3 separate regions of the Gossypium hirsutum genome follow, and regions 1 and 2 are each linked to region 3. Evidence: chromatin contacts called from public Hi-C data. All regions are on one chromosome and are shown on one strand. Each heading gives the region's core, a stretch centred on a gene start, on an enhancer-like site or on the middle of the called end of the contact. The rest is flanking DNA. Distances are from core to core; before and after follow the strand shown. Region 1 holds the start of LOC107945030. Region 2 holds the start of LOC121224480 (aureusidin synthase). Region 3 holds the start of LOC107953434 (protein NONRESPONDING TO OXYLIPINS 2, mitochondrial).

Region 1 (3,872 bases), core at 1,071-3,570, 210 kb before region 3:
CTCAGCCTCAGGACTGCCCAAGCTTGGAAGCAATCTAAGCCTAGAATCATGTTCCACTTTCTGACTCTGCTTATTCTGACTATTGTTTCTTGACTGATCATGAAGTAATAGAGGTGCAACATTCTGCCTGGACAGTGAATTCTCCACTCTTCTGGACTCGAAAAGGCTATCAGCTTTCTTCTCATGGACCCAAAAGTTAGAATAGCTGCAAAGTTTAGCATCTGCGAGGTGCTCTTTGGATGCAACAACTGGGCTTGGTTGATCAATGTTTTCATGCGGATATGCGAAGGACTGTGTTTGAGCCGCAGCACTATTCAGTAAATATGGTACAATTTTAGAACATGACCCAACATTATCCCGAAAAGATGATGAAACAGCTAAAGTGTTGTTTTCAAGAAATTCATGAGGCTTGATCAGCTGCTGAGGAACTCGTGATATGCCCTCTGGATAAGTCCACTCACTTCTACCCAACCCAATAGAATTATGGCCATCATTGAGATCAATTTGATACTTCACTGCCTCACCGCCAGATGAAGTACCTGCATTATTCTTTGAAGACATGGCGTTCTCCCTATTTCCTAAATTGCTGAACAGTGGAAGAGGCTGTCCATCTAAAATTTCTTTCCCCGACTTCATTGAAGCCATCCTCAGACGCTTCTTCAAGGTGTCATCTGTTCTGTCTTCAGAAACGTCTCTAAATCCTTGAGAATAGGTTGAAATATTCGCTGCAATTTCAGTCCTAGAAAGCAAAGGGTGCTTCTTAAAATCTTCGTGATCATCTTTTCTCGGTCCAGGGGAGTGCAGTAAATGACTGCGAACCTCAGTGGATGGTTTATGCCTTGCATGTTTCCAGTGATCCATCCAAGCAGCTTGGTAATGATTCATAGATTTCCTAGCTGTTCCATCACTATCAGGATCTGATTTTGCAACACGATCAGACATGATATGATCAAATTTTATTTTAATTTCAGAAGTCTCAGGGGCTCATTGCACCTTAACTGAAAAAAAATTCAGCAAACACCATCAAACATAATATCCATTAGGTTTCAAAACAAAATTCAAACAAATTAGAAATCAGAAATTAAAAAAAAAATCAAAATCTAATGCTCATAAAGGCCAGTAATTGGAGCTTAGTGGCATTTAAGGATCAACAAGTTATATGCGTAACTAATAACCCAATTTCAACCCATAAAGAAGGGAACCCAATTAGAAACCTTAAGGTTGAAGCAGCCAAAGAGTTCTTTGATTGCACTAGTTAAACCCTTATGATCAATCCAGGCTCCCAAAGTTACAACGTTTGGTCGCTCCTACGAATTTTAAACTGGATAGCACGATCCCACATATACTATAAAAGCAATATATTTTACAAGATCAAGCGATCCGTAGTTAAATTTCCAAAAAAAGTTTATTTTCGCATATTCTTGTTTGATTGTATTTCCTAGTAGGAAGATAAATTTTGGATTATTATTAATTTTCTTGTTTAGGACCTATATATTAGGCATTGATCTTTTTCTACATTGGTATTGAAAGTTCTTCTAAATATTTAATTATTATTTTGTTCTGTATCCAAAAAAACATATATTATTTTCGTTAAAAGCTAACTTAATTACCAATAAACAAATATTTAATTAACTATTAGAAAGGCCGTTTCACATTGTAACGTAACGTATTTATAATAAATAAAGAAGTACGTTTGGATTCTGGAGTTCATTCCATGAACCGAATCTATCCTTTTCAAATAAAGAAGAAAAATAATAGCACAAAAAAGACTACTTACTCATACTTTCCCTTATTTTATATTTCATCGCTACTAATAAAACGGATTGTACAGTTCCGTAAGCAAAAGTAGAGAATCATAACTCATAAACTACTCAAGCAGAGCAAGTAGTAAAAAATCGGAAGAAGTCGAAACAAGTAAACAAGCTCCGTGCACCAACTAAACAACAACCGAAGATGCTAAAAGAAAGCAGTATGAAAGCGAGCAAGCAATAACGAGTAAAAATTAAGTCAAAACCGCGTAAGAACTCACCTGAACAGGCTGAGAAAGAGGAATCAAGAGTTCACGAAGAAAAGAAAGAAGGAAGATGAAGGAGAAGAGCAAGAGTTAAGCACAGATCCATGGAGAATTTAAGATCAGAAAATAAGGAAAAATGTACAGTTAAATTGGGGAATTTTGAGAATTTGTGGACGGTGGAAGAGATAGAAAAAGAGGGGGGTGGGGGAATGAAGGACGGGATGTAATTGGTGAAAGAAGGAAAGAAAGAAATGAAAGGAAAAAGAAGGCATCTTAGGAAGCCGAGAGCCACATTTTCACATGTCTTTAGCGAGTCGAGCCGATGAAATCTGGGAGCTGAATTAAACCGGGGTCCCACACCCCTGCACTTTTCTATTATCATTTAAACAACGAAAAATTAACATTCTAATTAGCATTTTAATTTGAATTAGAATTCTAATACAAAGTTGATTCATTTTCTTGATTTTGAAATTTACCAAATTTAACAATATTTTCTTTTTTGGAAATCTATGTATTTTTAATTGGCTCTTAGGAAATTTGGACCGACAGTAATATTGCAGCCATTTGAGTTGCACCAACTTATGATATTATATATATGATTTCTCTGTGTAAAGGTAGATAGTCCAAAACCTTTTTACATGTTGGCTCCAAAATATCTTTATTTGTTAAGAATAATAATAATAATCCCCAAAGGTCTCGCATCATTAGATCTGAGTGGGAGGGTCTGGTTTTGAATTAAAATTTTTTCGAACGGTTCGTTTTTTAAATTAGTCGAGTTTTAAGTAAATTTTTTATTCGGGTTCAACTCGAATTTGTAAAAAAAAAAAGTTTTTTTTGTTGTTGTTTTGTCACTACTTTGGTGCTGTTTCGCTATTATATTTCTATTGTTTTATTATTATTATTTAAATATAATATAATTCTTGTTTTATTATTAATGTTACTATTATTTTAGAAGTATTTGCTTGTTAAGTTGCACTTATCTTAGTGTTATTTAAGTATAAATAATTCTTTAATTTAATTTTAATTTATTGGTAAACATTTATTTTAATGTTTTTAGTGTATTTGATGTATTATATTTTTAAATTTTTTATATAAAAATAATAATATAAAAAAATTTAATATGGACGGGCCGAGCCGAACTCAAACCTAAAAAATGGACATAAAATTTTATTGAGGCCCGGCCCATAATCACCTCTACACATCATATATGATATATATTAAATAAATAAATTTATAAATCGGGCAAATGACCAAAAAAGGCCATTTTTTTTTCAAAAATTATCGAAATTGGCCAATTATCTAATTATTTACCGGAATGGTCAATTTTCCGCGAAATCGCGTCCACGTCAGCACGATGTCAGGGTACGTGCTAGGAAATCACGTCCACGTAATCGCGATTTGCTGACGTGGACACAAATCGCGCCCTCTAGGACGCGATTTGCTGACGTGGCATCAGTTTATGTTTTTTAGCTTGGAAAACTTTGAAAGGCCATAACTTTTGGCTTGGTTGTCCGATTGAGACGATTTTTTTTATTTCGAATAACTTTTCGAGATCTACGCGTTGGCAAAATTTATTTGAAATAAAAAAAAATCGTCTCAATCGGACAACGAGCCAAAAGTTATGGCCTTTCAAAGTTTTCCAAGTTAAAAAACATAAACTGATGCCACGTCAGCAAATCGCGTCCTAGAGGGCGCGATTTGTGTCCACGTCAGCAAATCGCGCTTACGTGGACGCGATTTCCTGGCGCGTACCCTGACATCGCGCTGACGTGGATGCGATTTCGCTGAAAATGGACCATTCCGGTAAATAATTAGATAAGTGGCCCATTTCGGTAATTTTTGAAAAAAAAAGGGCTTT
Region 2 (3,734 bases), core at 745-3,244, 150 kb before region 3:
TCTGGTAATTGAAAATTTATTGGCTTCTCATTTGTAGCCACTTTATATATTTCAGAAACATTTAATTTGCGGAGTTTGTTTCTTTTTGTGTGTGATTTGGTTTATTAAGGAAACAATCTGTTCAAGGTTTATCCATTTAGGCCAAGTCAAAATCATCATTTATGAAACTTGGGGAATATCAGTGCATGATTTGAGATATTATTAACTTAAAGATGTCTTACTTTGCTGTGGGCGGTACTAGCTTGTATTCAATTGAAATTAAGGTCTTAGTTTTTTTTTTTTTTTTTGTGCGTGTGTGTTTGACTTTTTAAATATCCCTATGCAGTTAAAAGAAATTATTAAAAAGCTTTGGTATAGCTTTCTTTCCTGTCTTAACTTACTGCAATGTAAGTGTAAATTTTCTTGGACAAACTTATTTCCAAGATTCAGACTTTTCCAATTTACCTAGCATCTCTTTAGCATACTTGCTGCTTGAGTGCAACAATTCTAGCATGACTATCTGTAAGCACCATTCCATTATGTGCTCAAGCGATAACTGGTAGAAATGATGTTCTAATTAAAGTCTCTGGTTCTGCAAATGCAGGAGAATGTGCTTGAAAGCATTTGCTCTTACCTGTCAATTTCATTTAGCTGTTACCTTGTCATTGTCAATTACTCGATCTTGTGCATTCCACTATTAGAATGTAGAATCTCTTATCTATTTATTTATTTCCGAAGTATGGTTTTTTCTATTTATAGAATAGAAATGTGATATTAGTAAGTGGTGTGGACATGTATTTGGACCTTTTTTTGTCTTGCTTGAGATCTGTATGGCTTTGTCTTAATGAAAGGGTTTTTAAGTATGGATAATACTCAGTTCTGTTTTGTGATTTCTTCAGGTACTCCATGACCAAGGCTTTCTGCATAGCATTTGTCATGACTTTCTTTTCGGTATTTGATGTCCCTGTCTTTTGGCCTATATTGCTTTGTTATTGGATTGTTCTCTTTGTCCTTACAATGAGGCGTCAGATTGCACACATGATCAAATATAAGTATATTCCATTCAGCTTTGGGAAGCAGGTCAGCTTCAACCGGATATATATATTTTCTACTCTTATAATTGCTACTATGTCAGCATGTGTCTTTTGCTTGTACTTTTATTTTCTAATGGCTACCGGGACCTCCCAATATGTTTGCTTGAAAGATAACAATCTTTTTTTTTTCTTTATGGACAGAAATATACTGGTAAGAAAGCTTCCCCAAGTAGCGATGGCTCCCGTGTGGATTGAAGCTTGGTTGGTTCACAGGGTAAGTAAATGACCTGGTGGAAAAATGCAATGTTGCATCCAGATGATAATTCATGATAACTGATTTTCACCTCTGCTGTTATGGATTTTTTAGTATGCAGTCACTGCAAAACAAAAGTTGTCCCTGTGAATAGTCTTCAAATATTGTGAGGCCTCAAAAAGAATAATCTTCTTAAATGTAATAAAAATATAAAAAACTTATTTATGCTTATAATATTTATAGGGTGTTTTTAATTGATATGAAGCTAACCAAGCATATCTTATGCTGGGTCTAGGTTATATCATTAACAGGCAAAGTCCCACACTCCACTTGCCTTATGGGGGTTCCTTGTCCATACATGTCGTTTTCCATATTCCTTTGGTTATTCAAGCTGCAACTTACCATGAGGAAGTTAGAAGGGAAAAGAATGAAATGAATAATTCAGCAGGGATTCATGACCAGGAATACATTTCTCTGAGCTACGTGAAGGAAAAAGAAGCAGAAAACAATGGAATAAAACATATATATAGCGAGTAGTGACTGCTGACATGGTAATTAAATAAGGTTTAAGAGAATGACATTGACGCGCGTTTGAATTGGACGATTTAAAGCAGTGTTTTGTTGCAGAGATTGAGAGAATGCAGAGGTAATAGCACCCTTTGTCTCCTTCTCTCCCATTTCTTATTGCAGAGATTGAGAGGATACAAAGGTTGAGAATCTGTTAGCCATGGCTTTGGGACCATGCAAATGGATTTCCACCATCACATTTGCCTTCCTTTTGGTCATGTTCACTGTCACTCTTTGGAGCCTTGAATCAAATCAAGTTCAATACCCATTTGCAGGGTAGGTTCAGTTAATTTGAAATATAAACTCATATTTTCTTTGTTTCCACGTCACTTGATTTGAATATTATTTTGGGTTTATACGGCTTTTTTTTTAAAATTTTTATATCCACTTTATGCATTATTAGTGAATTAGATAATGAGGCATTGTTCATGCAGGGATTTAACAAAGATGATTCTAGGCAAGCTTGAAGGATGGAGTTTGAGCAAGCATGGGGTGATCACTGAAGAGGGTAAAAGAGGGGCTAAATCTGTAGGACCAAACATGACATCTTGCCATCCATCTTATGGCCGTAAGGATCTTCTTGTTGATTGTTGCCCACCAGGATTCCAGTTACCGCTACCCTTCGTTGATTTCCAGTTTCCCGATCCCCAGTCCCCATTAAGAATCCACCGCCCAGCCCATGCTGTCGATGTCGACTACATCGCTAAATATGACAAGGCATTGTCCATAATGAAGTCGCTACCACACCATGACCCTCGAAGTTTCTCCCGTCAGGCAAACTTGCACTGTCTCTTCTGCACCGGAGCCTACGACCAACAAAACTCCAATGCTCCGCTCAGTATCCACCGCACATGGTTGTTTTTCCCATGGCATCGAATGATGATATACTTCCACGAACGTATCCTCGGTAGTCTCATCGGAGACGAAACGTTTGCTTTGCCATATTGGGCTTGGGACATCCCTCAAGGGATGGTAATACCCGATATGTACACCAACAATAGTTCATCTTTTTATCATACAATGCGCGACGTTTCTCATCTTCCACCACAAACGGCGGATTTAAACTATGTTTCGGACACAAAACTAATCCCTGAAGATCAAATAGATATAAATCTTGCATTTATGTATATAACCAAATGGTGTCTGGAGCAAGAAAGACCGAACTGTTCAGGGGGTGTACATATAAAGCTGGAAAGGAAGGTTACTGTAATGGACCAGGCACAATAGAGCTTGCCCCTCACAACGCTTTGCACACATGGATCGGGAGCAGCTTAAACCCTGGAAGGGAAGATATGGGTAAGTTTTACTCTGCAGCAAAGGACCGTATTTTCTACGCACACCATGCAAACATAGATCGCCTATGGGAAGTTTGGAGGGAAGCTCATAAACAACAATTGGATATCAAAGATCCAGATTGGCTCGACTCTTTCTTTTACTTCTATGATGAGAATTTGAGGCTCGTGAGGGTTAAAGTCGGTGATGTTGTGGATACAATCAAACTGGGTTATTCTTATGAACAGGTTCACCGTCCGTGGTTGAATATGCGTCCCAAGCCTTCTTACCCACCAAAACTAGCTCGTCAAACGTTGAAAACGAAAGAGAAGAACAAATTAGAAATGTTGTCAAGGACCCATGTTTCGTCCTCCGAGTTGGATACTCATGGTCGAGCTCTGGACGCTAGCTTGACAGTAAAGGTTAGGAACCATTGGAGGAAGAAGGAGAAAGAAGAGGAAAAGGTCATGGTTGTGCACGGGATTGAAGTGAAGGGAGATGCATATGTTAAGTTTGATGTGTATGTAAACTTGATTGATCAGTTCAAGATCAGCCCAAAGTTCAGGGAATTTGCAGGGACCTTCGCTCACATTCCGGGCGGCGGACCCGGGAAGAAGAAAATTGACCTT
Region 3 (3,844 bases), core at 739-3,238:
TTAATCAGGAGTTGATAATGGATAGGATTAGTGAAAATTAATCAGCAAACCCAAGAACAGTTTGACGGGTCCAACTTCTCACAGATTGCTTACTCTTCAAGAGAAGCAATAACAGACACTAATCTTCCTTTCTATATAACTAGAGGGTATAATAGAGATAATACACATAACAAATATAGTAAACTTTTTTTTATGCATATTACCAGGTGAACCAATTCAGTGACCATAACACCCATTTAATTGCGAGTATGCCTAAGACCACATACAGACTAAAACGAAAAGGCGTAAAGCCCCCAGACTCCCACTCCAGTCAGGTGTCCATACCAGAGGGCAGGGGATACTTTCTCCCAGGTTGATAATAGTCATTCCATATTGTATCACTGCATGGTGGTACCATTCCCACCAAATAAAAGTAATATAGGTAACTGATAATGTTGAACTTACAGCTTCACAAAGGCAATGCAACGTTCCTCTCCAGTTGGATATTGGCGGAGAGCATGTTCCCCTCAAAAACATGGGCTCAATGGACCCTTCCCAAATGGATAGTTAATCTGTACAAGAAAGACAGGTTTGTATCATAATATGTTCAATGCAAGCTCAAAGAAAAGAATCATGAGGACACTTACTGTAACTTTTCTGTCAAAGAAGTACTTGAGAGTCAGCATGAGGCCCCTAACCATTTCAGTTAGAAGCAATGTGTTTATGCTTCGCTTAAAAACTGTCATTGAGAAGAATATAAAAAGACATTAATTGAAAAAGATAAAATTGAACTACTAACAAGTAATAGAGACAGAAACATTTCAGTGCACACTATATTACCAGAACTCCAGACTTAGAAATCTCCTTTGCAAGCTGCTCTCTTTCTAAATCATCTGCAGTTAATACACATGAAAACACACATGAACCAAGACATCTTATATCAAGCAAAAGAACAGCCTTAAAAATAGAAGTCCCATCAAACACTAGGATTGATGGTCATGCATGGAAGAAAATTGTTAAAGCATTTCTTATGATTTCCATGGAGAACCGTGGTGGAAAACTGAAAGGCATTTATTCCCATTGCATGCTCTTCCAAAACTCAAAACATATCTCCCCATTAATAACATAAAATAATTCATAATCTTCACTTTCCATCCATATTCCATAGAATTCTTAATACTTTTCCAATTTCAAAATAGCTATAGCTATAAAAAAAAGGAAGATCAAAGAGGGAGTAAGGCAAGACCTTCTTGGTGCTATAGGAGTGCGAACTGTGTTGCAGACCATAGTTTTGTAAACCTTGCAACGCTTGCCCCGACACAGCCTATAAATACATAATCCAAAAGAATCAGTAAAATATCCAAAAAGAAAAAATACAAGTCCCAGAAAAATCATAACAACGTTGATGACAAATAATCAGTGAGGTTCTGTTAATACTTAATAGCTTTTGAGCCGATGGAGAAAGCAATTAAAACAGGAAAAAACGAGAGCTTAATTTATGGAAATTGAAGTAAAACAAAAGAGAATAAATTTTAAAATTATATACAACAGAGGAAAAGTCTCTAACCTAAATCTACATATGAGCCTCGCCTTTTTCCACAACTTCATTTCTGTACATTATCAGGTGCCAGAAAAATAACATTTTAATTCCCGCTGGCTATGAACAAATTCTAATGAATAATCAATTCCATGATCATATAAATCTAAGGCATGGATCAAAAGGAGAAGAGGAAAGTGAGTTCTTACGAGGTGTCGAGCTCGGAAAGCATTGAGAGAATTACGAGCGAATATCGCAGCCATTGATTTTGATTGTTGATGGCGTTGATCTCGATCGGAACTGTAACTAAGCTTCTCCTCCCCACCTCATTAATCGGGTATTTTCTCTTTTCAGTTTTTTACGGCGTCGTTTTATCCTGCGCTACATTAGTATGGACTTATGAATGTCCAGCTCAAAGAAAGTAGGGCCCACTGGCCCACGAAGAACATTTCAACCTAACGGCGTCGTTTCGAAGGAGCTCAGGATCTCAAATCTCTGAACCCATATTTTTAGGGTTTAAGGAAGACACCACTGCCAGCCTCCCGGTGTCTGTTTCAACTCTCCACCCAATTTCCAAACCAGCGAGAAATGGCGTCGTTTTTCGGATCAGCAATGCGGGCTGGCTCGAGGACCCTAGCTTCTCGGTCTAAAACCCTAACTGTAAAGAGCCTAATCCCAAATCCTTCAACAAGATCCCTCCCTCGCGCCTCAAGGTACTTGCTTTTTGTTTTTTCCATCTAAATTTTTTATCAAATTCTTGACTTCTTTTTTTTTTTTAAAGGATTGTTTCGGCGTTGGGAGGATTAGAGTCGATGATGCCACTTCATAGTGCCATTGCATCTGCTCGCCTGCAATCAAGCATAGCCGTCGATTCCTCCTGTTGGAGCTGCCTCTCTCAAGGTTTTTCTTCTTTACCTTTAAAAAGAAACAATTGTTTAATATATCAATGTCTCATCAACGTTATAGTTGTTCTGTTGGTTCAAGTTTTTTTATGCTACAATTGGGTATAAGTTTCAAATGCCGTATAGTTTTTGTTGCAAGTTTAGGAATGAATTGTCCTTCACTTCCCTACGTTCCCTTTGACGTTATTCAAGAATCCAAAGTAGAACTTTATATAGAAATTGACTTCCGATGCTCTTAGCTGTAATTGTTTTGAGGAATTATATATGTAAAAATATGTACTAATTTCTAGTAATAATATGGGCTTCGGATTGTGAGCTTGAAGTATTTGAAGACAACCGTGTGATCTGCATTGTTAGAATGTTGGGTTCTAATGGTCATGGAATAAAACTTGACTATCCATGAAAGCATGTTGTTTGATGTACAAACATAGCTGTTCTACTTCTAACTTGGTTTTCTAATTCATGAAATAGGACTTGCAACACCCTTGTGACAAAGCTGGATACTTTGTGGGGCTGGGACATTAAGAGCATAGGGTCTTTGTTTTTGAAAGCTCTGTCAAGGGATTTCTGGACAACTGAAACTTCTTCAGCTCCAATGTCTTAGCAAATGATTAGCTACCTTTGCAGCATATTGGGGGTTTTGTTGTTGATTTGTGATGCATCTGATTTAGACCTTTTATATGCTTTGGAGGAATCACTGCCCAAAGCAAAATCCATATTACTTTATTTACAAAGTGAACTTCTAAGCTTTCTTGCTCTTAACTTTTTTTTTAAGTATTCATGTATTTGATATATATTTGGACATGAAAAGAAAAATATGATGTTTTAAGGTGCACCTAATTCATGAAAAACCATGAAAACAATGAACACACACACACACACACGTGTACTAATAGCATAGCTTTCTTTTCTTATTTACTGAATCAATTTTCATTTCAGATCACTTTGACTTACATTGTAATTTTTTTTGTTCAAACCACTCAAGATAGTAATTTGACTAATAAAAGAACAGCAGTGAGAAATATCAATAAAGCCCTGCATTTAACTTTTGATTGATAAGTCAATTTATACATACCACTATTTGCATGGTGGAATATTCAAATATTGTTAGCTATAACCTCACTTTGAACACATAGAATGGTTATAAGTCATCGAGTAACCGAAAATTTTTAACAATCTTATCTCCTTTCCAGCCAACAATAACTTTCACGTTTAAGACCAGGAAAAAGAGGTGCATAGCAGCCTCAAGCTAAATTATCTTCTTCTTTTTTCTTTTTTTTTGTATATGTTAACACATTGGGGAATATCTAGTTTTATGCACAGAGTAGTCAGTTCGCGTCATTATTCACCAGTTTACTATATGCACAGAAGTCTGAGAGAAAACTAAACCCTTTATAAGCAGCAGTATCTACAACCAATGCCATCG

The links. Hi-C and Micro-C count contacts between places; a contact is called where the count stands out from the background.
Region 1: a Hi-C map of leaf shows a contact between it and region 3, with 1.8 times the contacts expected there. The contact joins the promoter of LOC107945030 here to the promoter of LOC107953434 in region 3. A contact is called at or near these places in 4 of 34 Hi-C or Micro-C datasets (hypocotyl and leaf).
Region 2: a Hi-C map of leaf shows a contact between it and region 3, with 1.7 times the contacts expected there. The contact joins the promoter of LOC121224480 here to the promoter of LOC107953434 in region 3. A contact is called at or near these places in 8 of 34 Hi-C or Micro-C datasets (callus, leaf and seedling).

What each region holds. Positions count from the first base shown.
Region 1 is chrD12:3,919,427-3,923,298 of Gossypium_hirsutum_v2.1, reverse strand. It overlaps LOC107945030, which reads right to left and starts at 2,320. Exons shown (of 6, transcript XR_005922239.1): 1 at 2,030-2,320; 2 at 1-998.
Region 2 is chrD12:3,860,088-3,863,821 of Gossypium_hirsutum_v2.1, reverse strand. It overlaps LOC121224480 (aureusidin synthase), which reads left to right and starts at 1,994. Exons shown (of 3, transcript XM_041107879.1): 1 at 1,994-2,109; 2 at 2,268-2,805; 3 at 2,930-2,938. The coding sequence starts at 1,994. The coding sequence ends at 2,938. It overlaps LOC121224635 (polyphenol oxidase, chloroplastic), which reads left to right and starts at 2,269. Exons shown (of 1, transcript XM_041108252.1): 1 at 2,269-3,734. The coding sequence starts at 2,970. It overlaps LOC107945031 (protein RER1A), which reads left to right. Exons shown (of 9, transcript XM_041108253.1): 6 at 1-4; 7 at 879-1,059; 8 at 1,215-1,287; 9 at 1,562-2,109. The coding sequence ends at 1,268.
Region 3 is chrD12:3,711,709-3,715,552 of Gossypium_hirsutum_v2.1, reverse strand. It overlaps LOC107953434 (protein NONRESPONDING TO OXYLIPINS 2, mitochondrial), which reads left to right and starts at 1,988. Exons shown (of 3, transcript XM_016888742.2): 1 at 1,988-2,229; 2 at 2,298-2,416; 3 at 2,890-3,253. The coding sequence starts at 2,105. The coding sequence ends at 2,909. It also overlaps the pseudogene LOC107953432 and the pseudogene LOC107955939.